7 separate regions of the Mus musculus genome follow, and regions 1, 2, 3, 4, 5 and 7 are each linked to region 6. The links are chromatin contacts, called in public HiChIP or PLAC-seq and promoter capture Hi-C maps. All regions are on one chromosome and are shown on one strand. Each heading gives the region's core, a stretch centred on a gene start, on an enhancer-like site or on the middle of the called end of the contact. The rest is flanking DNA. Distances are from core to core; before and after follow the strand shown.

What was found. Promoter capture Hi-C pulls out the DNA fragments that hold promoters and counts their contacts. HiChIP or PLAC-seq counts read pairs in DNA pulled down with a chosen protein or histone mark.
Region 1: a promoter capture Hi-C map of embryonic stem cells shows a contact between it and region 6, with 5 times the contacts expected there. The contact joins the enhancer-like site here to the promoter of Ttc12 in region 6. A contact is called at or near these places in 7 of 39 promoter capture datasets (HPC-7-derived erythroid cells, cranial neural crest, embryonic stem cells and 2 more).
Region 2: an H3K27ac HiChIP or PLAC-seq map of embryonic stem cells shows a contact between it and region 6, with 5 times the contacts expected there. The contact joins the promoter of Zw10 here to the promoter of Ttc12 in region 6. A contact is called at or near these places in 20 of 39 promoter capture datasets (the 3T3-L1 cell line, 3T3-L1-derived adipocytes, the C10 cell line and 13 more), 5 of 15 datasets of contacts at CTCF or cohesin (the NIH/3T3 cell line, embryonic stem cells, pro-B cells and 1 more), 17 of 484 Hi-C or Micro-C datasets (LSK cells, adipose-derived mesenchymal stem cells, bone marrow-derived macrophages and 12 more), 36 of 115 datasets of contacts at active chromatin or transcription factors (DN3 thymocytes, the NIH/3T3 cell line, the SCID.adh cell line and 18 more) and 4 of 9 other capture datasets (adipose tissue, liver, macrophages and 1 more).
Region 3: an H3K27ac HiChIP or PLAC-seq map of embryonic stem cells shows a contact between it and region 6, with 7 times the contacts expected there. The contact joins the enhancer-like site here to the promoter of Ttc12 in region 6. A contact is called at or near these places in 9 of 39 promoter capture datasets (3T3-L1-derived adipocytes, the C10 cell line, the HPC-7 cell line and 6 more), 1 of 15 datasets of contacts at CTCF or cohesin (embryonic stem cells), 1 of 484 Hi-C or Micro-C datasets (embryonic stem cells), 11 of 115 datasets of contacts at active chromatin or transcription factors (embryonic basal ganglia, embryonic limb bud, embryonic stem cells and 5 more) and 2 of 9 other capture datasets (embryonic stem cells and pancreatic islet).
Region 4: a promoter capture Hi-C map of embryonic stem cells shows a contact between it and region 6, with 9 times the contacts expected there. The contact joins the enhancer-like site here to the promoter of Ttc12 in region 6. A contact is called at or near these places in 8 of 39 promoter capture datasets (the C10 cell line, cranial neural crest, embryonic stem cells and 3 more), 1 of 15 datasets of contacts at CTCF or cohesin (embryonic stem cells), 3 of 484 Hi-C or Micro-C datasets (embryonic stem cells and nephron progenitors), 18 of 115 datasets of contacts at active chromatin or transcription factors (acute myeloid leukemia, bone marrow-derived macrophages, craniofacial prominence and 9 more) and 2 of 9 other capture datasets (adipose tissue and pancreatic islet).
Region 5: a contact with region 6 is called in a promoter capture Hi-C map of pre-B cells. The contact joins the promoter of Usp28 here to the promoter of Ttc12 in region 6. A contact is called at or near these places in 21 of 39 promoter capture datasets (the 3T3-L1 cell line, 3T3-L1-derived adipocytes, the C10 cell line and 11 more), 4 of 15 datasets of contacts at CTCF or cohesin (the NIH/3T3 cell line, embryonic stem cells, pro-B cells and 1 more), 25 of 484 Hi-C or Micro-C datasets (the G1E-ER4 cell line, LSK cells, the MNK3 cell line and 12 more), 19 of 115 datasets of contacts at active chromatin or transcription factors (acute myeloid leukemia, astrocytes, bone marrow-derived macrophages and 9 more) and 2 of 9 other capture datasets (adipose tissue and liver).
Region 7: an H3K27ac HiChIP or PLAC-seq map of embryonic stem cells shows a contact between it and region 6, with 5 times the contacts expected there. The contact joins the enhancer-like site here to the promoter of Ttc12 in region 6. A contact is called at or near these places in 11 of 39 promoter capture datasets (the C10 cell line, HPC-7-derived erythroid cells, embryonic stem cells and 4 more), 4 of 15 datasets of contacts at CTCF or cohesin (embryonic stem cells and stem cell-derived epiblast-like cells), 14 of 484 Hi-C or Micro-C datasets (the G1E-ER4 cell line, the HL-1 cell line, differentiating embryonic stem cells and 2 more), 20 of 115 datasets of contacts at active chromatin or transcription factors (astrocytes, bone marrow-derived macrophages, embryonic forebrain and 8 more) and 1 of 9 other capture datasets (embryonic stem cells).

The regions. Positions count from the first base shown.
Region 1 is chr9:49,960,843-49,964,004 of GRCm38.p6, forward strand. No RefSeq gene overlaps it. Among named protein-coding and RNA genes, the nearest start is that of Gm25633, 140 kb to the left of the region's middle. Within about 2 kb of position 1,824, at least 75 of the 459 cell types and tissues checked have an H3K27ac peak or open chromatin away from gene starts, as enhancers often do. A contact at or near this core is called in embryonic stem cells, where this site is marked.
Region 2 is chr9:49,053,628-49,056,936 of GRCm38.p6, forward strand. Zw10 (zw10 kinetochore protein) reads left to right here and starts at 1,954. Exons shown (of 16, transcript NM_012039.2): 1 at 1,954-2,160. The coding sequence starts at 2,056.
Region 3 is chr9:49,022,879-49,025,927 of GRCm38.p6, forward strand. It overlaps Usp28 (ubiquitin specific peptidase 28), which reads left to right. Exons shown (of 25, transcript NM_001359739.1): 13 at 1,028-1,207; 14 at 2,890-3,049. Among named protein-coding and RNA genes, the nearest start is that of Cldn25-ps, 24 kb to the right of the region's middle. Within about 2 kb of position 1,308, at least 12 of the 459 cell types and tissues checked have an H3K27ac peak or open chromatin away from gene starts, as enhancers often do. A contact at or near this core is called in embryonic stem cells, where this site is marked.
Region 4 is chr9:49,109,388-49,112,544 of GRCm38.p6, forward strand. It overlaps Tmprss5 (transmembrane protease, serine 5 (spinesin)), which reads left to right. Exons shown (of 13, transcript NM_001359460.1): 6 at 1-68; 7 at 2,081-2,124; 8 at 2,801-2,963. Among named protein-coding and RNA genes, the nearest start is that of Tmprss5, 8.2 kb to the left of the region's middle. Within about 2 kb of position 1,539, at least 30 of the 459 cell types and tissues checked have an H3K27ac peak or open chromatin away from gene starts, as enhancers often do. A contact at or near this core is called in embryonic stem cells and neural stem cells, where this site is marked.
Region 5 is chr9:48,983,558-48,986,795 of GRCm38.p6, forward strand. Usp28 (ubiquitin specific peptidase 28) reads left to right here and starts at 1,828. Exons shown (of 25, transcript NM_001359739.1): 1 at 1,828-1,980. The coding sequence starts at 1,924. It overlaps Gm51673 (a long non-coding RNA gene), which reads right to left and starts at 1,572. Exons shown (of 3, transcript XR_003948157.1): 1 at 1,271-1,572; 2 at 859-947.
Region 6 is chr9:49,484,855-49,488,174 of GRCm38.p6, forward strand. It overlaps Ttc12 (tetratricopeptide repeat domain 12), which reads right to left and starts at 1,371. Exons shown (of 22, transcript NM_172770.3): 1 at 1,292-1,371.
Region 7 is chr9:49,199,741-49,203,138 of GRCm38.p6, forward strand. No RefSeq gene overlaps it. Among named protein-coding and RNA genes, the nearest start is that of Gm4894, 49 kb to the right of the region's middle. Within about 2 kb of position 1,316, at least 3 of the 459 cell types and tissues checked have an H3K27ac peak or open chromatin away from gene starts, as enhancers often do.

The DNA.
Region 1 (3,162 bases), core at 574-3,073, 480 kb after region 6:
ACGGCTGCCAAGCTTCCCCTTTCACACACAGACCAGCATAAAATACATTGTAATCAGAGCTTGTCCACATAGACTATGTTTAGGAGCTGATTCTACTTGTGGGATGGGAACGTGCATTAGCTCATTAAAGGGCTAAGTATTCTACCTGTCTCCTTAGCAGGCTGAACGTTAGTCTGACTCCCTAGGCATTATAACTTGGCCAGATAGTATGCCTGGCTCAACTGGAATTTTAGGTCTCCACCCAGGCTAGAGATCCTAGTCTCTTACCTGGCTTTTTCTCAACGAACTCTTATTGCTACTACTCTAACATGTCCATAGAAGATAAGATTTCTGATCTCTGGGTTCTGAATATATTCACTTCTAAATAGTGAACTCAGACGCCAGAGCACCGAGCCCTCAGCTCTCCTTCTCTCTGTCCTACCAATTGGACACCAGAGCTGTTCCATCTCAGAGAAAAGAATGAAATGGATGAACTCCAGCTCCTAGGATGCTTATGGCATCATAGAAAAGGCACGGCCACCCTCAGCCAAAGTCTGGGCAGAGAATAACTCACCAACAGTGTGACTGGGACCAAAACAAAACAATGACCAGGCAGTCAGAACCATTCAGCTGTTAGCAGAGAGGGAAAAAAAAATGTCAGTGGAAGAGAAAATGGCCTTACAACAGACACCGGAGGTCAGGTCCAGAACTCAGGTCATGCCATGAGGCTGTCAGTCCACACTCTGGTGGGGGAAGAGACATCTGAGCTTTCTCAGGTCATCCGCCTTTGGAAGTGCTCAGAATGGGTTCTGGCGTTGACTGGTGGCTGGCCGTCCTTCTCCCCCTGCTTTTCCAGGGTATGTAGGAATGCTTTTGTCTGTCCTCCAAGGGCATGGATGCTTCTGCTTCTTACTACCTGCTGCTGCCTCCCCCAGTTCTCTTCTGTACCTTTGCCTTTGCTGGATGGGTACCCTGTATCATTGAGTAAGAGTAAGCCAGTTCACAGCCTGACACTCCACTCATCCCTATGGCTTCTCTTGGTTTTGTTTCTCTGGGTTTGGCAGACCAGTTCAAGGGTGGAGACTATTTCCCACACTGTGAATGCTTTCTGGCCAGCCTTTAGGATTTGAGGGACCAGAGAATGAAGAGTTTCACCCTCAATTCCCATCTAGAATCTTTACCTCAACCTCCATAACCAGGAAGAAGTAGATGGTTCCACCCTTGAATCAGCCTAACCAACCCCCACATCACCAAATACTTTTGCAGGTTCCCAGCCCCCAGAGGTCAACCATTAATCACCCCAGAGAAGCCTGTTGCAGGGTTTGTAATGGAAATGACTCCGTCGCCATGGCAACTCTGGCTGGCCAGGGCAGGAGCTTCTCTTGGCTGCCTGGTCTTTCTGGGTCTTAGGTTTATTTACAAGCTGTGAGTTGCCTTCTGGTAAGAATGAAGAGAAGTTCTATCATGTGAGGCCTGTGTGGAAAAGGCAGAGGGTAACCATGTAAGCCTAAACTAGACATTCAAACCTGAGTCACTTGTTCGGTGAAAGAAGAGAGTTTTCACCATATCACCACCCAACTCCTTCTCAGTCTATCAAAAATGTCACAGACTAGCAAAACTGTGCATTTGGACTCTGAAGTGACTGGACGTAGTTTCAGGCTTTCCCTGCCGCTTATCACTGTGTGATTTGGGGTCAATTACTAAAACACTCATCTTCAGATTCCATCTCTCCACCCAGGATAGCAGCACCCATTCACTGAGCAACATTCAGAATTAACTACAGCAATTCTATAGTGAGAGAGAGAGGCAAGCCTTCTCTGCAAGGGGCCAGGCAGTAAATCTCCACAGGCCATATGGACTCAATTGCAGCTGCTCAGCTCTGCCCTTGTAGCCTGAAAGCAAAGTGCGGCGGAGCCCCATGGCAACTCGGATTGCTGGCTCGTCGGTGGCCTTTGTTGGATTGCCAGGAACGAACACGCATGAGTTCTAGAAAGGTACTATGTGCATAGATGATGTACATAAATGGCCACCACAGGACAGCAAGGACACATAGAGACACAGCAACCAAGGGATGAGAGGCCAGGGCTGGTCACAGTCTTGGCTCTGACAGGCTCCGTGGCCACCACTTATGTCTCCAGAGAAGCTGGCATGTACAAAGGGCCATATGGCACACTGAGCTGGGAGTTAGTTGTCCTCTTCATCTGGGGCCCCTCCCAAGAGGCTTGCTGGATAAGAGAGGAGGGTATGTGAACACATAATCCACTCCGAATAGTCAGGATTACACCAACCTGGCCACTGAGACTCTCTGAGACTCTCCAAGCTACAAATGCTACAGATTTTGTAGTGTGCTGTGTCCACTGGTTCCAAAGAGCCTATCAGTAGAGATGGGCCAAACCTATCCTGCCCTACTAGCTCCCAACAGCCTCTTTTAAAGACATGAGATGCTGTTTTTGGAGCCAGGAGGCTAGGGACTTAAGGTCACCTCTCTGTCCTTTTAGAATAATTGTCCCAGGGCAATTACCTGATTTGAGTTAGCCCTCCTCTCTGAGGCTGAGGTTAATTGGCCTCATGTCTGAGCTGAGCAGCTGTTGTCACGGAAATGCCTCTGGAGGAAGAATGTCCTGTTGATCTGAAGGAGTCTGGGCCTTTTCTAGGCCATGATCACAAATGTGACTACAAGAAAATGCTTTTTCCAGGAGCTCGTGCCTCACTTTGTCTCTCTTTAAAATGGGTCTATCCCTTTTACATCCTCAGCCTTCATAAATGTGTTTGGAGAAGGAGAAGGCAGCCTTGTGGCATCTATGAGGACAGATGTCTTTATTTGGATGACACCATGCTTGTATCCCACAATCTCAGAATGCCTGGCATCTTTCCCTATCACCCCACTCATTCCCTGAGGGAGTACTTGTCACTGACAGCTTCTTTGCTGGGGAGGAAGGCTTCAGTCAGGCCCGAGCACCACCACATACGTGTGGATGGAATTAATGGTTCATGGAAGCTTCAGAGGCAACTTCTGCTCTAGGCTGCTTAACAAACCTTGAGAGTTGTCACAGAAGACAGGCGTGGCCCTGAGTTAAAGATGAGAAAAATGTCCATTATGTGACAGTATTCAACCTCATGCCTACTTCCTCCCATTTCTGGGCTCATCTCTCTCATCCTTGTGTCCCACAAGCATCCCCTTTA
Region 2 (3,309 bases), core at 704-3,203, 430 kb before region 6:
CACACACACACACACACACACACACACACACACACACACACATCACACACCACACATACCCTAAACACACACTTTAGTTTTTGAGACAAGGTCTTTGTAGCCCTGCAGGCTTGGCACTCACTAGTAGACCAGGTTCACCTCAAACTCAGATATTCGCCTGTCTTTGCCTCCTCAGTGCTGAAAGCTTGAATCCAAAGTTGTGTGTGACCATGTATGGCCTGCACCTCTATTTTATTTTCTTAGAAAAAAAGGATCATACTATACTGTGTGAATATCTCCAAGTATGCAATACATACCAATAATGAGACGATTTTATTATTTTTAGTAATTCTTTTATATGTATGTGTCTCAGTGTATATATGTGCATCATATATGTACAGGAACCCTCAGAGGTCGAATGAAGACATTGGATTCCCTCGAATTGAAATTACAGGTGTTTTTGAGCTGCCTCACATAGGACTGGAACCCGGGTCCTCCACAAGGCTAGTTCTCTTAACTACTAAGTGATCTCTCAGTTGAAGAATGTTAAAGGTCAAGCTCTCAGTGCAAGAATTTTCCCTGCCATCAACGATAAAAAAGGACAAAGGGTAAATTAGCAAGAGAAAAGATGACATTTGTATAATAAACATCTTGTTTATTGGTTTTATTGCCTGCTCCAGGAAGGATGCTGGAGACAGATAACATCTGTTCTAAATCCCTACTGATTGAATTACCTGTATCTGCACCCTTGTCTCTGTTAATTTTATACTTTATGGTATTGCTGCACTAATGGCATTCCATTTGGCTATGTAAAACACTTGCTTGCTCTGCTGGTCAAGTAACAAAAAGTGTATAAAGGGGACAAGGATGCTCTTACAGCACGCATCCCTCTCCTACAAAGAGTGTCACGTTGGTAATAATGCCCAGTGGCTGTCTTTCAGGTCAGCCTGTTTTGCAAAGTGAACGAGTGATCTCATCTTCGCGGAACACTCTTTTGACCTTCAACAATGAAATAGTTCTAAAAAGCTATGGCTAGCTGGACATAGTGGAATAAGTGTATAATTCCTGTATACAGGAGGCTGAGGCAGGAAGATAGCTATGAATTTGATGCCTTCCAGGGCTACAGAAACCACGTCTCAAAACAGAGCCAAAAAAATCACTGAAAACTTTAAAATTAAACAACGATAAAAAGCCTTTGGTGAAATTTATTTGTAATCTCTGATAGGAAGTGATAAGAATCTTGTTCTAGGGGATTGCCCGGTGGCTAGAAGCACTCGTTGCCCTTACTCAGGACCAGGACTCAATTCCCAGCATCCACATGGTGGCTCATGTCATCTGTAAGTCCAGTTTCAGGGACTGGACTTACTTGCCTGCTTCTGACTTCCATGGACACAGCCAAAACATTCATACGTATCTTAGAAAGAAGGTTTTATAAAAGAATGTCTGTAGCACTTACAGGACCGTTACACTAAGTATAAATTTGTACCATATCCATGTATCAATATACTTAATATGAGGCACTATTAACAAACACTATTAGAAAGGTGCAATTGTGGGGATCCTTTCACTTATGTCACTCTCTCGCACAATTCCAGAGGGCAAAATTCGGGTAGACTTAGCTGCTGAGCCCAATGAATGAATAACAAAAAAGATCGAGATGATTCTGTAAGTATCGAGCTAGATAATCTCACAGGAAAACCTGAGATTACTGAGTATAGGGAGGGCCATAAAGGATTATTACCTGAAACATTCCGCAGTTTCTAGCGAAACCAACCCAACCCTACCCAAAATACAAGAAGAAAAAAACCGGCGGGAACAGACTGGCGTTTGAAAACCTGTAGGGAGCAGATGACGCCTGCGCACTTTGGTGCCTTCTAGACGCCACTGAAACAGCGGACGCCTGACGGCGCGAGGCCTCCTGGGAACTGTAGTGTGACCCTCTCCTGTGCGCGAGCGCCGGACCCCGTAGAACTCAGTTTCCCGGCAGGCCCTGCGGTGAGGCCGCTGGCGGGACCGGAGCTGCGGCGCTGGCAGCGGGGTTGACCTATCCTGTTTGTGTGGGTACGCTTCGTGGCGATGGCCTCTTTCGTGACAGAAGTCTTGGCCCACTCGGGGAGCCTGGAGAAGGAGGATCTGGGCACCAGGATCAGCCGCCTGACCCGGCGGGTGGAGGAGATCAAGGTGAGGGCGGGCCACAGGCTGCTGCCGCTGGGGAGAGCCGGGTGCGGAGCCTCCTGAGTTGGAGGCTCAGAAGTGTTGGGGGGCTGTTTGGAGCACGGCCGCAGAGCGGTTGGAGACCAGGGCCTGGGATTGTGAGGAGGAAAGGCCGTGGCTGTTTAGTGGTGGGGAGTGGGGCCAAGTTGGGCAAAAGTGAGCCGCTGATGGAGAAGACTGAAGAAACCTGCGGAGCCGGAGGTGGGACTGGAAGCCCGGATGTCCACTTAGGACAGGACAGCCGCCCTATCTGTCATCTCTACCCACTCCTTCATTTATGGATGGATGTAATAATTCTAGGAAAGTCGCGTCGTTCTCCTCGGATTTTCTTTTAACTGGTTGAATATGTTTATAAAAGTATTACTTCACGCACGGAACTTGAGGCATGCTGAGGGCTGATGAGCTGGTACCGGCATGAATATGCAACTCACAGCCATAGTTTTACTTCGTATTAGTGCTACCTGGCAAGCCAGGTCTTCAGTGGCTTTCTTTGAAAATGACGTGTACCTCACTAAGTCTGGACTTGGTAGGCGCTACCTAACAACTTTCTTCTTCTTCTTTTTTTCTTTCTTTCTTTTCTTTTCTTTTTTTTTTCCTAGACAGGGTTTCTCCGTGTAATAGCCCTCGTTGTCCTGGATTCAAGCTTTGTAGAACTGGCTGGTGTCGAACTCACAGAAATTCGCCTGCCTCTGCCTCCCGAGTGCTGAAATGGAAGGTCTCCACCATCCCACCCGCTCCTAACAATTTTTGATGTTAGAGTTCTTAATTTTATGTATTCATGCCACTGGCATTTCTGTAGTGTGGCTTACGGTTTTTTGTTTTTTAATGATCTAGGATGAGGACATTGCACTAGTATTTGTTTCATACATAAGTTTGAATCTTCAGTCAACTGAGAACTACTTTCTGTGCCTCAAGCAGGCATAGTCCTTGCACCTCCAGCTTTTTACCACTTTAAATGTATTTCTACACACACACACACACACACACATACACACACACACACCTCTTCCATCTCAGTTGTAGCCTCCTGCATAAAACAAATGCCTGACTTTTCTCCTGAGTCTTCTCTTTTGTACTGGGATGCTTTGTAACTGCTGAAGTATTACACTTCAGCCC
Region 3 (3,049 bases), core at 58-2,557, 460 kb before region 6:
TAAATAAATAAATAAATATTTCTTTTAAAAAGAAAAAGAAAAAAGAAAGATTGCTGGCTTTCTTTGGCTCTGACCTTTACTAATGTCTAATTTCTTTTCTTTCTGATATGAGATCTGCCGTCCTCTCTTCTGGTGCATCTGAAGACAGCTACAGCGTACTTAGATATAATAAATAAATAAATAAATAATAAATAAATAAATAAATAAATAAATATTTCTTTTAAAAAGAAAAAGAAAAAAGAAAGATTGCTGCTTTCTTTGGCTCTGACTTTTACTAATGTCTAATTTCTTTCTGGTTTGGTGGTGGTGGTTTTGGTTTTGGGGGGCTTTTTTTGTTTGTTTGTTTGGTATGGTTTTGGGTTTTGGAGACAGCTTTGGCTGTCCTGGAAGCTCCATAGACTGGCTTTGAACTCACAGAAATCAGAGTCCCTCTGCTTCCCAAGTGCTGATCAAAGGTTACCACCACCTTGCTTTTCTTAAAGCCTGATATTTATTTCTGGATTTCTCTCATTCTTGGTTATGAGGCAGTTGGTTTAGGAAGGACAAAGAAAATGTCATGAGAACTAATGACCAGATCGTTTTTTTCAGTTAGTTTGGAACATTGTCCTTTAAGGAAGAACTCAGGTTTGTGAGCAGCGCCTGGCTGTGGTATGTAAGACAGGAGAGCAGAACTGAGCTGTCTGAAACAGTCCTGTTCTCTGTGTGATGCATCAGACTGCTGGCAGCTTTCATGGCTAAAGCACTTTTTTAGTTTTTAACCCTATAGATTGAATAACCAATTAAATGGCATATGCCTTTAGGAATAATATGGGATTTTGTTGTTATATTGAGGTAGGCTGTCACTAGCTTGCCCCATACTTTGTAACCCAGACAGGCCTCAAACTTTTTGTGGCCTTCTACTTCAGCCTCCTGAGCTACTAGGATTATATAGCTAGGTATTAGCAGCTCTGCATGGTAAGTCTTTATCAGCAGTTATTGCAATGCATAGTAGACTTGGGCAGTGTGTTCCAGTGTCTTTGCTTCTTAGGTATGTGAAGTACGGCTCGGGCCCATCTCGGTTCCCACTTCCCGACATGTTGAAATACGTTATTGAATTTGCCAGTACAAAACCTGCCTCTGAAAGCTGTCTGTCTGGAAGTGCTGAGCATGTGACATTACCACTTCCCTCGGTGCACTGCCCGATTTCTGACCTCACACCCAAGGAAAGGTAACAAGCAGATTTCTTAAATGGTTTGTATTGTTTCCCCATTCTTATTTGACTCCCTTCCTATCCTCCCACCTGCTGTGAGCCTCTCTGATCCCTCAGAGTGGGGTTTGTCACCTGGCCCTGCCCTGAGTCCTTGCAGTACGCTTGCTCCAGGGGCTTCTGTCTGCTGTGTGCAGTGTCCAGCAGGCAGCTTGTTCTGTACTTCATCTGCCTTGAAGGAGGCTAAATTAACAGCAAGGAAAACCGTATGGGCAGAGTTACACAAGGAGGAACTGGCCAGAATTCTGAGGCCAAGCCTGCAGGAGCTAGGCTCTTGAACACACAGGGAGGCCACGTTGAGGAATCCTCTGACTCTACCTATTTAACCGGCAGTCTTTATAGCTAGACGGTGCCTGCAGGTTCAGCTTGGGTCACGCTCCATGATATGTGTGTCTTTAGCTAATAAAATTGCTAGGGCACATTTGTCCCTCACGGAGAAAAAAAGCTTATGTTAAAAACCTGTTGTTAGATGGACTGTGGTGGTACACACCTTTAATCTCACCAGCTGGGAGGCAGAGGCAGGCTGAGTCTGAGGCCTACAGGACAAGTTCCAGAGTAGTCAGAGCTACCCAGAGAAACCTTGTCTTCAAAACAAAACAAAACCCCAGAGGCTATAAAGATGATGGCTCAGCCATTAAGTGTGCAAATTACCTTGCCTAGGGCTGTTGTTCAGTTTCCAGCATCCACAACAGGAAGCTTTTCTGGTGCTATTAGAGATAAATTTGCATTTATTTCTCCTTTCTTCTTGCTTATTATGCCAGGCTTATTTGGTATAGGGTAATTCCAATGTCTCGTGCTAGGTAAGTAAGTGCTATGCCATGTGAGCAGCATAGTACTTTTCTGTTTTGTTTTTTGGGTTTTTTTCCCCATTGTTTTGAGACAGGATCTTACTTACCCTGGACTTGAGTAGCAGTTCTCAACCTGTGGGTTCCAACCCCTTTTTGGGAAGTTGAGTAACCCTTTCATGGGGGTGGCTTGAGGCCATCAGAGAACACATATTTACATTATGGTTCTTGAGTAGCAAAACTATAGTTATGAAGTAGCAATAAAAGCGATTTTATGGTTGGGGGGTCAACACAACATGAGGGACTGTGTGGTTAAAAGGGTTGCAGCATTAGGAAGGTTGAGAGCCACTGAGTGTGAGGCTTTCCTGCCTCCTGTCATTTCTTGGGTACCAGGATTATAGGCACTAACCATTAAGCCAGCTAAGCTTGCTAAATGCTAAGCTAGTAGTTCATCAGATGAGGGTAGTACTAATGTTAGCTTCATAACCAGACTGTCTTAAATGAGATGATTATTACAAGAAAAAGTTAGCTTTTATTATATTTGTAGATTTTAGCTAAGGCCTCACTGTGTATGCGTAGCTTATGTTGGCCTACAATTGAGGTCTTTCTGCCTCAGCCTCACAGTTGTATCTTAACTGTACCTTTTCATAAAGCAGCCGGTTTTCTGAAGTATATTAGTTTGGGTCAAGTTGAACTATTTTTTGGAGGTAGGCCCTTAGCTATACCAGGATGGTCTCAAAGTCACAACAGTCCTGTGTTAGCCTCCCAAGGGATGAGATTACTGGTTTCTGCTACCACGCCCACCCCAACTTGCATTTTAGATATTACAAAATGAGTGCCTTCTTTTGTCTTCTCTAGTTCAAGTCCAGAAAGCTGCTCTCAGAATGCTGGAAGTACCTTTTCCTCTCCAGAAGATGCTCTTCCCAGCTCTGAGGGGATGAATGGGCCATTTACCTCTCCTCACTCGTCTCTGGAAACGCCTGCACCCCCAGCTCCTCGGACAGTCACAGATGAAGAA
Region 4 (3,157 bases), core at 289-2,788, 380 kb before region 6:
AGATCCCAGGAGTTTGCTCAACTCTCTGCTAGACCGGGAGGCCTTGTAGAGGAGTCATGGAAACCCAGGTAGGGCTTCTGTGGGTTAGGTGAGTGGTGGGCAGGCTAGAAAGATCTTCCTGCAGGGGAGCCTGATGGTGAGGGTGTGGGCAGAGAAGAACATTTCCCAGTCAGAGGCAACAAACCTGGGTCACATGCCCTGTTATATGGTATTTATCTCACACGAGAAATGCAAGGCTTGGCATGTAACTCTGAGGCTGTAGAGTGCTTGCCTAGCATATAAAGCCCTGGGTTCAATCCTTAACTGAATAAACTGTGAGGTGTTGTTGCTTAAATTCTAAGCAGGAGGTAGAGGCAGGAGCGTCAGCAAGCTCATCACAATAGAGTTTGAGGTTAGCCTGGGATTCAGGAAACTATCTCAAAACAAATAAACAAACAAACAAGCAAGCAAGGAAGCAAACACACACACACACACACACACACACACACACACAGAGCCTAAAACCAAAGCCAAAACCACCCTCCTCCCAAGATTGTTAGTTCCTGGGACAGGATTCAGAATGGTCCCCTTCCACCCCCTCTGTTGGCTTTATGTTGCTTTGACCAAATACGTCGTGAAAGGCAGTGTAAGGGAAGAAAAGCTTCTTTGCTTCACAATTGTAGATGGTTCAGCCAGTGATTGCTTGGCTCCCTGTGCTAGGTCAGAGCATCATGGCGACAGGAAAGGGTACAGGAGGAGGCTGCTTATGTGGACAGAAGAGGGAGGGTTCTGGGCTTAGGATAAGCTATAATTCTCAAGGACACGCCTCCAGTGACCCGCTTCCTCTAGGTAGGCTCTACTGCTTAAAATCGCCAGAACGTCTAAAAACAGTGCCACGGGCTGAGGGCCAGGCACCCTGCCGGTGAACTTTTGGTGGGTCATTTTGTATTCAAACCATAGTTCACTTTTAAAGGTAGGGAAACTGAGGCTCAGCGAGGTTAAACAGCCTTATCCAAGGCAGTATGACCAATAAACAGCCAATCTGGGGCCAGGCTCACGATACCAGGTCAGGGGACCCATGTGGCTATGCTTGACTTGCATAATTCTTCTGTCTCAGCAGAAAAGCAAATGAGAGCATCCCAAAGAAAGAGTCTCAGAATGGACCACACCTCTCACTATACCCCAGGCAGCACAAGCTGGGAGGTCTTTGTCCGGCTTAGGCTCCTTCAAACTGCCTGAAGCCTCGAGGGTGTGGGCAGGCAGAAGCCTCAGCTCCACTCTTAGAAATGCACTGGAGGCAGAGTGACGGACCCCAGCTGTCCCTTTTTCTTTGTGGAATTCCCAAGTCCTCCAGGAGGGCAGAAGGGCTACAGGGTTAGGAAAGCAGAAGCCAGGGAGTGAGTTGTCGGAGGGAGGGAAGAGATGGGAAGGGCAAGGCAAGAATGTAAGATCAAAAAAGGCAGTTGGGTTTTATGCTAAGGGGCAGGAAGGAACACAAGAAGAAAAGAATGTCTATGCAGGCCCTGGATAAAGGGCCTGGGACAGAGAAGAGGCCCGGCCTGGAGGAGGCCTGGGTGGAGGGCTCTTTTCATTCACAACACCATGGCCATTCATGAGCACCTATTTACTCAGAGCAATGGAAACAGCTGGACTTTCTCATCTGTCAGTTCTCTGTGGTAAATATGGATCCTATCCAAGCAGATCTTCCAGGACTGTGAAGGCTTTCTGTTTCCCTCTGGATGCTGGGGTGGAATGGGCAGGCTGCTGTCCTGGGATGGACCCGGTTGTTTGTGAAGGGTGGGAGAAAACAGTAAAAATGGTGGCATCTTAAGGTTGGGACTACAGGATGGCTTTAAGAACCACAGAGCTAGGACGATTGTGGTGGTAAAGGCCTGTAACCCTAGCACTTGGGAAGCCGTGGCAAGGTCAGACCATTCTTGGCTAGAGAGTGAGTTTGGGGCCAGCTTGGGCCCCATGATATACTGTCTTAAGAAGGCAAAGTAAAACTGTGAGGGACCCCCTGACCACTCCCCATACCCTTGGGTATACGTGGCCTTTATGTGGCACCACCCAGCATCTTAGGAACACCCCTATTTTGCAGCGCTAACTGTCCTTCTGGCCGAATTGTTTCTCTCAAATGTTCTGGTGAGTCACATCCTGTGATCAGGAAGTTGGTGGTGAGAGGGAGGGAATCTTTCAGTTCTCCCGAGTGCGGAATTGCTGTATGGAGGGGCTCACTCAGGTTCCTGTGTGTGTGCATATGAGTTGGGTTGGGGGTGCCCTTGCCTTTCTGTTGGGCTCCTTTGCAGATACAACCTGCTTAAATAGAGTCCTTTGCTGTCTCCATCATGTGTCCCATCAGCCCCTGTGCTGGGCCGATGGTCTCTCTACTTCACTTCTGCCACTCTCTGCCCCTTCCTTCTGAAGAAGGATGCCTCTAAGTGGCATTATTACTGGTTGCAAAGATGCAAACTCTTAGTGGCTTCAAGAGACTAAGGGGTGGGCAGTACATTAGAGCCAAGTGATAAACATTGCACAGGGTTCCTTCACTCACTTTCCCATACACCTGCCTATTCATCAGTCTGTTCTCAAACCCAACATGCCTGGGCACTTTGATTTGTACAGTGGGATGGGCATTAGAGCTCCATCGACCCCATAGACATGGTCCCTGCTCTCCGCAGGTGCACAGGCGAAAGTAACCAATATAGTTATCTTCCTGTCCCCCTATTTATATTAAGAATAATAGAGATGAGCTGTCTACCCCAGCCCTCCCTCTGCACTCGGCACTTTTTCTTTCTATCCCAGCCTTTTCTGTTTGCAGAGTGTGGGGCAAGGCCTCTGGCTTCTCGAATAGTTGGCGGCCAAGCTGTGGCTTCTGGGCGCTGGCCATGGCAAGCTAGCGTGATGCTTGGCTCCCGGCACACGTGTGGGGCCTCTGTGTTGGCACCACACTGGGTAGTGACTGCTGCCCACTGCATGTACAGGTGAGTCTTGGTGGTGGATGGGGGGTGGGGGTGGGTGTGAGTCACAGTCACCTTTCTGTTTGTCACTTTGTATGTCCTGACTAAAATCTCTGTTTCTAGCTGTCTGTCTCCAGGAAGTGAGGGCAATGTCCTTGTTTAATGCCAAGTTCAGCTCTGCATCAATAGCAGCCATAACACAAAGACTGGTTCCTTAT
Region 5 (3,238 bases), core at 578-3,077, 500 kb before region 6:
TTGTATAATCAGTAATAACTTAATCAGTCTCTCTATAATTTTCTATTACTTTTTAAAACTTTATGTATAGGAGTGCTCTATCTGCATGTACAACTGAATACCAGAAGAGGGTAATAGACGGTAGATGGTTGTGAGCCACCATGTGGTTGCTGGGAATTCAACTCAGGACTCTTGTGAGTGCCCGACTCGCCAGCAAAGCAGATACCACAACAGGATCCTTCTGCACACGTTTATTGGGAGAGCTTGATTGCAGAGGCAAAAAGACCCCCACACCCAGAACTGTTGCTGCTTATATAGGCCTAGGAGAGGCGTGTCTCACACCCAGATTGGTTATGCTTTCCACCTCATTTGCATGTTCCTCATCTGATTGGCTATTCTCTCTCAGTACCTCACTGAGCCTCATTATCATACCTCATTTGCATGCCCCCCATCTGATTGGTTATTCTCTCAGTATCTCATGGAGCCTCATTATCATGCCCGGGCGAGGCAGTGACTTGGTGAAAAACTTTACTGCATATGTACACATTGGTTGTTTACCCAAACTTATGCGTGGTGGCCAGCGCCACCCTGCAACGGCACATGTGGCTTCCCACACACAGGACCTCTGGAAGAGCAGCCAGTGCTTTTTAATGCTCTTAACTACTGAGGCATCTCTCCAGGGCCCTCCCATTCTAATTTTATCAAGTCTAATGGTTCTGTCTTCAGAGAATCCTGACAAGGATGGACCTGATAGACACAGGTCCCAAATTTATTCCACATAGGAGACTAAGGCAGAAGTATAGAAAGTTCAAAGCCAGCCTGGGGAACTTAATGAGATCATCTCAAAGTGTTAAGTTTAACATGGCAGTAAAGACTTACCATCATTTGACCAGGTGGAGGCAGAGGACCAAGAATTTAAGGCCAACCACGGCTACACAGTCTGAGGCAAGTCCAATCCACGTGACATCCTGTTTCAAAAAAAACCCAAACCAATATCACCAACAATAAGAACCCTCTTCCCAAACATTAAAAGGGGTGGTAGGTGGCTTAGTGCATGAGCTAGAGTCAACACAGCTTATTACACACATGGCCTGAAAACGGGAATTTGGAACATGGGGCAACTGTTCAGGATTAAGACACGATGCTGAGCTCTGTGAAGGTCCTGGCCATTCAGTTGTCTTTATACAAACCACTCGAGTCAGTCTACGTTTCTCTTCGCGTCCCCAGATTAGGAAATGGCTAAGAGGTCTGGTGGGAAAATCTGTCAGCAGAAGGAACCCAGCAGCCTTACCAAGCTTATGGGGAGCTGGGGGCAGGCTGGACGCAGATGCAAGGCTCAGCAAGCGCGGGATGGAGTAAAAAAGGAGTCTTGGAAACCCAGAGGCCTCACCGCCCACTTCCTGGGCACCTAAGGCGGAAATAGCAACAGCTGGCGAGGCGACGCTGACCCCTTAGTTTGTGCCCGGCTGCGGTCACGTGGGCCAGAGCACGCGAAGACGCCCCGCCTCCGGCTCACGCAAACCAGGGGCGGGCGCGTGGGTGACGCCTCTGGCGCACGCTGCGGGCGTGAGCAGAGTGTATGGGCGGGGCCACCGGGGCTCTAAATTGGCGTGGGCGGAGCCTTGGGAGAGGGAACCTCGGCTGTGTGGGTGGGGCATGTAGGCGGGGTCTCCGGCGCAAGCCGCAAGATGGGTGGGAGTCGGCTGGCGGGGGTGGGGCATCCAGCGAACGCCGTGGGAGGAGCCTCTGCCGCGTGCTGTGGGTGGGGAGTGTTGGGAGCGGGCTGGCGTGGGCGGGGCTTCCATCGCGCGCCGCGGGCGGGGGCGGGACGTGTGGGCGGTGCCTCCCGGTGCTCCCGGGCTTCGGGGGCGGTGGTGGTGGCGGTGGCGACCGCGGCGAAGACGACAACGAGAGTGGGGCTACACGCGGAGGGACACCACGGCCATGACTGCGGAGCTGCAGCAGGACGACTCGGCGGGGGCGGCGGACGGCCATGGCTCGGTGAGCGGCGGGTGAGGGTAGCGGGGCCCGGGTTCCGGCTGAGAGGGGCGCGGCGGGCCAAGCGGGCGAGGGCCGACAGAGGCCGGGGCCTGCGGGCTAGGGCGAGAGCAACCCGGTCTTCCCGGGACTTTGCGAGGCTGGGTCCGCGAGCCTGTGTGAGGTTGCCTGGGTGTATAAGCCAGCTAAGGTTCCGAGCGGGATTGTGGGACCCGGTGCTAGGGACCCTAACGGGAGGGGTTGCACGTGAGATCGTAGGCAGCGAGGTCACCCCGAAGTGTGCACCGGGCCCGACCCAGCAGCTAAAAACTTCCCAAAAGCACGGCCACGGTGCCTTGTTCTGACTCTCAAATCAGTTTTATGGCAGTGGCTTCTCTGAGGCTAACGCAGACTTAAGTTATCTCACTTAAAGCCGGCGTTTATCAACAAAGTGCAAAAAAGACCCGGAGCCCCACTCCTCCCTTTTCCCGCCCCGCTTTTCATTCAGTTCTTTTTTTCCCTCGGAAACAAATCAGCTTCCCGAATTATCTCATTGATCACTGTAGGTTTTGAAGGAGGGGAGAGAAAAGCACAATGAATAGAAGGCACTTTACTATGTTCCTAGTAATATAAAAAGGTTGAAAAATATTACAAGGCTCTTAGGGCTTAGATGGTGGGCCTTTAGTAACACTGATTTGGAAAAAAAATCAAAAGGCTCATAATGTCTTTTAAAGAAACTTGGGAAGTGGGCAATTTGAGACTGTCATCCAGTTTTACTTTGGAATGTTATAACGTAACACAACATCCTCGTCCCTCAAGAACTGCACTTTTTAAATGACAAAATGGAAAACCTATACCAAGGATTCAAATACCGAGTTTGCAGTCGAGAAAATTTATAAAATATTTAGAATAAAAATTTGAGATACTGCTAAGAAAAACTCTATAATTAAATTCTATAATTAATGTCTTCTATAGTTAAATTTTAATAATTTGAGGTGCTGAGGATCAAGCCTAGGGCCTATCGCATGAGATAATCAAGCACTACACCCCCAGACTACAAGTTTAAAACATAGCAGGCTCTTTAAAATTCATGTAGAAAAAGATATCTCTAAGTCTTGGCCTGTAAAATGAAAGTAGGTGGATTTTTTTTTTTTTTTTTTTTTGGCGATCAGATAAAAATTGTTTATTACTCAACAGTGTCTTTTGGACATTGGGTCTGTATTTTTCTCTGTTTTCCTCCCCACAAGTCTACTTGTGTTGGGGACAGTGACTTATAAACAGG
Region 6 (3,320 bases), core at 121-2,620:
GGTGAGCCATTTCCCTCTGACTGCTGTTTAAGGCCAAGGGACAGTTATTATTTGTGGCCACACTTCCGGAGAGCTGCCAGCCCTGCCTCTGCTGGGGGGAAATGCTCTACAATAATTCCTCCAAAGCTAACCACCAACCACTGTGATTTAGGGACCTGATGGCAAAGGAAGCTGGGAGAGGAGCCGACTTATTGCCAGGGCTGGGGGACGAGTGTGGTCTTCCAACTTTGGCCATGACAGGTGTGCCTAGTCGGAAGCTTGGGCCAGGCAAAGCACAGGATAAGTAGGGAGAAGACTACCTTCATGAACATGTCCACACTCCATTAAAACCGTTGCCTCCGCCCTGTTTCTGAGGATGAAGAGGAGGTGCCACAGTGCACCAGCGTCTGCTTTTCAGTACTCTACCAAGTACATTAGCTTTATTACACTTGATTTTGAATGTGAAGACTACATGATAACCTCGGAGGTACCCAAAGGCGTATCCACACAACCTAAAGATCACCAGAAGGATAAACTTCCCCAGCCTTGGCCCACAGCGAGCCGCAGCTCGTTTGGGAGCGCCCCCTAGGTATGCATATTTTAAATACACTATACTGTGGTTCCAGCTTGCAGACAGGCGGCTTGGTAGTGCAGTCAGACAACTGCGAACTAAAACTTTGACATGCACAATTAGCCCGTGAGTCCCAGTTTCTCCGTCTACGTTATGGAAATCATAATGCGAACCCAGAGGACACCACGGGTCTGACTGTAGCACCCTGAACGTGGATGCGTGATTAGTCAGGCTTCTTTTATCTAGAAAACAGCCTTGGCATATGGCTCAAACAGCTAACACTCCCTAGGAATGAGATTCACATCGGGGGTGGGGGTGGGGGTGAGGTGGGGGGTGGAGGAGGGAATTAACTCGTGCAGAGCTACAGGCTGGCCTGAACCAGGCGCTTCATGGACGGAGAAAGCCAGTCTTTCTGGAACAGTACACCCAAGCCAGAAGGGTCAGCAGGAACGCAGAGCCAAGGCTCCCTGGAAAGGAGCAGAGCGGCGGTGGGGTGGAGGACCCACACCCGAGCCCCACCCTTCGGTACTACACAACTCCATGGAGGGAGGGCGGGGACAGCTGTACTGTTGCCAGGCAACCGCTCCCCAGCGTCCTGGCCCTGTGCTTCCAGGGTTGGTCTCAGCCTGCAGCTGGTACTGGATCAAACTCAGGGCCCGAGTCAGTGGCCTCTGTCAACTCTAAGCCCAGGCCAGGAACAGTTCCAAGATAGATTCCCCACGGCCACCCGGCTAGACTGACCTTTAGTGCCCAGGATCGGACGGGAAGTGGAAGCTGAGGACAGGCTGTGACTGGCTTTCGCTGGGGAGAGGCGGGGCCTTGGAGAGGGCGGGGCCTCTCGTGACCCAAAGAACGCGCTGCCCCGTTTGAAGCTGGGATGTCCCACCCAGAAGCAAGTTGGTGCCGGCTGGTCGCTAAAGCAACGTCAGTGAAAGCCCTTCCACTCTGGAGCCGCGAGGGTTCTCCCAGTTGGTTTCATATCTTTAGTCCCATAATGTAAAGGCTCCATCCAGCGTACTTCGGTGTGAGTCCAGGTTTGTTTTTAATGACCAATGTATGGCCTCCAAGGCAGTACCGTCTCTTTGATTCTCAATTTTTCTCGTAAATGAAATGGAAAAACGACACTTTTCCGACAAAGCTATGGTTAAGGGGGCTGGATCCTATCTAGCTACAGAAGTGAGTGATATACAAACAACAGTAGGATTTAGGGTAGAGAGAGCACATCACAGGGAATGGAAGAGTGGTGAGTCCTGAGCTCTAAAATGTGGGTAATGTAGATCAGTCAAAACCAGAATCTACAAAAAAGTGCCTGAGGCTAGCCAGTGGCCAGGCAAGAACCCAGGTAAGAAGAGGCGATGGGAGTTCCAGAACTACTGGCCGAAGAAGGGACAGACTCACTTGCACCCAGGACTGCCTTGGATAGTGATGCTCAGTAGCCACAGACTGGCTGGCTGGTGCGTCTTCAGAAGCTCTTTCTGTCTGACGGCTTCCATTCCTGTTGCTATGGAGTGCAGCTCTGCCCTCCCCAGTCCCATAAGCCCATGTGTTATAGGACTAGTTCCCATTCCTTAGGACCAGAGGTTTGCCTTTGTTTTGTCTTTTTGTTTCTAGCACGTGGACTTAGATGAGCAAATGTGCCTACAGAAACTGTCAAGTATGCTATTCCGGATGGAGAAAGGATAAGAGAGTTGACAGTTTGCATCAGGCTTCCAAGGGCCATCTGTCCTGAAGAGTAAGATTACAGTGGTACAGTCACAAGCCACTTTGCGGGGACAAATCTTACACTTGATAGATTACTAGGGTTTTGTTTTGTTTCACTTTGCTTCTTTAGCTGGTCTGTGTGTGTGTGTGTGTGTGTGTGTGTGTGTGTGTGTGTGTATGTGTGTGTGTGTTTTGGATGCTATACCTTTCTGTGGCCCTGCATAGCCCAAAATTCACTTTGTGGCCCAGGGTGTCCTCGAGCTCAAGGTGATCCTATTGTCTCGGGTGCTGGGATGGCAGGTGTGTGCCACCAAACTTACCTCGGATTGGTCAGAAGTCCTAAGTGACCCCAGAAAGTCAGTCACCTGGCAGCAAAGAGTCTCATGCTCTTTTGTCCAGGCCTATGTAGATTTTACTTTTGTGCCCTGGTAACTTGATATGGCCAGTGTGGTATACAGATAAGCAACTGTGAACAAGAACCTTCAATAACCCGAGTGTGACTCATTGACTATGCCCCCCCACCCACCCAGCAGTTAGCCAATGGAGGCCTGTGTGAGCATTCACAGAACCCAGTCTACCTTTGATTCATAGAAGAGTAAGCAGTAGACCCGGCTGATAAGGGGGTCAACATTTTGGGTGGCTTTGTTGCCTCGGCATAACATGCTCAGCCACTCTGACCACGTGTTCTTCACTTGATGCTATGCCAAAAATCTAAGGGTGCTGTGGGCGAATCTATGCGGATCAGGATGACTGTTGTTAGATTTTAAGGGTCAATGTCTGTGTGTCCTCCCTCCAGCACAGTGGTTTACGTGTGCAGAGACTTTCAAAAGCATTAGTGAGCTGTATTTCAAGGATGAGTTTACTTTACGGAGCTTAAATCCCTTGCGCGAGACTCCAGTTTTGTGGTTTATGCCTTCAATAAAAAAACGGGGGAACATTTGGTCATCTTCCACTGTATCGTAAATCTGAGACTCAGATTAATAGAAACCATTGCTACTCCTTCCCTCAGCTCGCTCCCCACCGTGCAAACCATCCTAACTCCTTGCATTTTCCCATCAATTATATTATA
Region 7 (3,398 bases), core at 66-2,565, 290 kb before region 6:
GAAAAACATCTGGGCATGTCTGTGAGAGGGTTTCTAGAGTGGGTTAATTGAGGTGGCAAGACCTACCCTGAGTGTGGGTACCACCGTCCCATGGACTCCCCAGCCCCCATCTCTCTCTGCCTCCTGACTGAGGACACAGTGTGACCAGTTACCTCAGACTCTTGCCACCACACCATGGTGCCCTCAGTGAGTCAGAATAATCTTTTCTTTCAAGTTTTTTTCCTCACAGCAACACTGAGAACAACAAACCCAGTGATTTTTTTAAAAAAGGTCTTCAACTCTTAGACTCCCGACCTACTGATGGAAGTGTCTAAATTCCTCCTCCTGAACCCGTGCAGGGTTGAGGTTGCAGGAGCCAATCAAATGCAGAGGAAGTGATGCCCAAGCTGGGGCTGTAGAGGGTCAGGCAGCTTCTCCCTGGTGTCATGAGACATTTGAGATACATACCCTTGGGGTGCTTTCTCTGGGGACAGTCTCTTTGGAACCTGACTAACACACCATGGGAAGCTAAAGACACCACATTATAGGCATGAGGTCTCAGCTGAGCCAGCCTTCAAGTCATATCAGCCCCATGAAAGGGAATAACACCGTATCAGTCCAAAATGATCTGCAACTGGCTATCTTGGGCTTTTCACATCAAACTTCTTATCACTTCCAGCAAGGTGTGCGCTGCTAGGGGCAGGCACACACTGGTTTGTGGGGCTGATTGCCAAGCTTGGACTGGAGAGCTGGGTCAATCATGAAAGGGAAGGATCTTCCATATAATTCAACCTCTGGACATGTATGCCCCTCCCCACCCCATCCTGCTTCTGGAATTTCTCAGATAAGGTCTTAGACATCAGAAAGCAGAGACGCACCGTCCCTATTGTACTTCACACTGAGCGCTGGCCCATGAACTTGGCGAGCATGATGAAATAATATTTATCATGTGGCAGTTAGTTTGGAATGGTTCGCTTTATAGCAGATGACCAGTACACCATATCAGTCCAAAAGAATCTGCAATTGGCTATCTTGGGCTTTTCACATTAAACTTCTTATCAGACTTCCAGCAAGGTGTGGGCTGCTAGGGGCAGGCGCACACTGGCTTGTAGGCTGATTGCCAAGCCTGGCTGGGCCACTTTAGCTTTCCTTCTTGCCAATCACTTGGCTAAAAGGGAAGGTAAATTGGGCTTTAATCACTGCTTACCCTCCTCCTTCCCTTCTCCGGGTCTCAGGGCAGTTATCCCCTAGGGTCTGATCAATACTTGCCTCCGAGCCAGCTCTTAGGGGCTATTAGGGCATCATTTACAAAATGACTATTGACCACAGGAGAAGAAAATTGCAAGTGACAAATGACCACTTGACACCTCAGCCCTCTCTGAGTCCTGGCAAGGCTGCTGGACCTCCTGTGTGTCTGTTTTGTCTGAGTCTGGGGAAGAGCTGGTACACACCAGTGGGGGATTAAGTGGGGGCAGGGCGGGAGGAAGGGAAATGTCAAAGGTGTGATTGTGTGTGTGTGTGTGTGTGCACACACACACACGTTTGAGAAGCAAAGTGTGGAGAGACCTTGTAAGTACTGGATTATTCTGTCTCTGGGTCCTGCAAAACAATGTCCAATGTCTGGGTCCCAGACAAAGCTGTGAAGTACGGACAGAATCAGCTTGCTCGGGGCTGCGTTTTATTTATTAGTTTGCTTGTTTGAGACAGTGTCTTGCAGGACAGCCTGATGACCTGAAACTTGTTTTGCAGACCACGTTGGCCTCAACCTTGTGACAATCTCTTGTCACTGCATCTCAAGCCCTGAAATTATAGGCTAGTGAGTTGTCTTAAAGGACCTCAGAGCTGATGGCGTGACTTATTCTGGGATACCCAGAAAGGGCCCAGAAAGTACCTCCTCTAGCAGGTTTGTCAGATGACGCCGAACAGTGCGTGCTCAGTGTAATCACAGGGAATGAATAAAAGAAAACCCGGACTTAACTGGGGCAAGGCTAGAACCGATTAGGTCGCCAATTTAGAGTACAGAAGCGTAATGCATTTATCCATTTTTGTTTTTTGTACAAATGATGGCACGTGATAGTGCTGTTCTGACCTCCTCCCATTTTGTACAGTATAATTTGTAGTGTAAACTTTCCTACATTGGCACATTGAGGTTTTTAAGAATTTTCTAATAGGTACATGTAAAACTTCATCTGATGGATGTACTATAGCTCGTTTAATGAGATGCCTACCAATGAATATTTAATAAGTGATAGAAATCACCTGGGAGTCTTGCTGAAGCGCAGACTCTGACTCATTTGGTCTGGTTCTGGCTCTGAGACTCTGCATTAAAAAGTTATCACGTTCTCTGTGTGTTTTTAAGTATGTGGGTATTCGTGTGTGTAAGCATACACACAGAGAGCACAGGTCAGCCTTGAGTGTCTTTCCTCAGGAACAGCATCCAACGTATTATTATTTATTTTTGTTTTTATTTATGTGTGTGTTGGTATATGTATATATGAGAGAGCAATTGCCCAGAGGCCAGAGAATGGCATTGGATCTCTTAGTACTGTATTACAGGCAGTTGTGAGCCACCATGTGGGTCCTTGGAATTAAACTCTGGTCCTCTGAATGAGCAGCAGTGCCCTTAACATTGAGCAGTTTCTCCAGCCCTCCTTATTTTTTTGAGACAGGGTCTTTCATTGACCTGGGGCTCACTGATTTGACGAGGCTGGCTAGCAAGTGTAGGGATCCTCCTGCCTTCTGTCTTCCAGTCACTGGGGTTACAAGTGAGTACCTCCATGCCTGGTTTGTTAGGTAGGTGTTAGCCCCACACATGAGGCTGGTGTAATTCTCTGACCCTGATTGTCTCTGCCCTTTTCCCCACAAAAGACACCACTCCATTCTTCTTGACGGCTGAAGAAAACTCCATTTTGTATATGTACCACCTTTCCCTATCTGTTCCTCTGTGATGACACCTAGATTGGTTCTATAACTTAGCGTTATGAATGGTGCTACACCAAACAGTGGTGGTCAAGAACCTCTGATGGTCAAGTTGGCGGCCTTTGGGTGGACACAAAATGGGACCATCTAGAAAGTCTACATTTTAATTTTTTCCAGAAATGTCCATGCTGATTTCTATAGAGGCTGAGCTGATTCACATTCCCACTAGCAATATATGGAGGTTCCCCTTTGCCTGTCTCTGCAGCAGCAATTGTTTCCTCTTCACAAACATATTAATTCTTTGAGAATTTCTTTAAATGTATTTTGATCATTCCCATTCCCACACTGTTCTCCTTAGTTCTTCCTAGATCTGCCCCAAATCTTTACCTCCTAAACTGTGTGAATGGCGTTTTCTTTCTTAAACCAAACCAAACCAAACCAAACCAAACCAAACCAAACCAAACCAAACCAAACCAAACCACCTTATTTATATGGATACT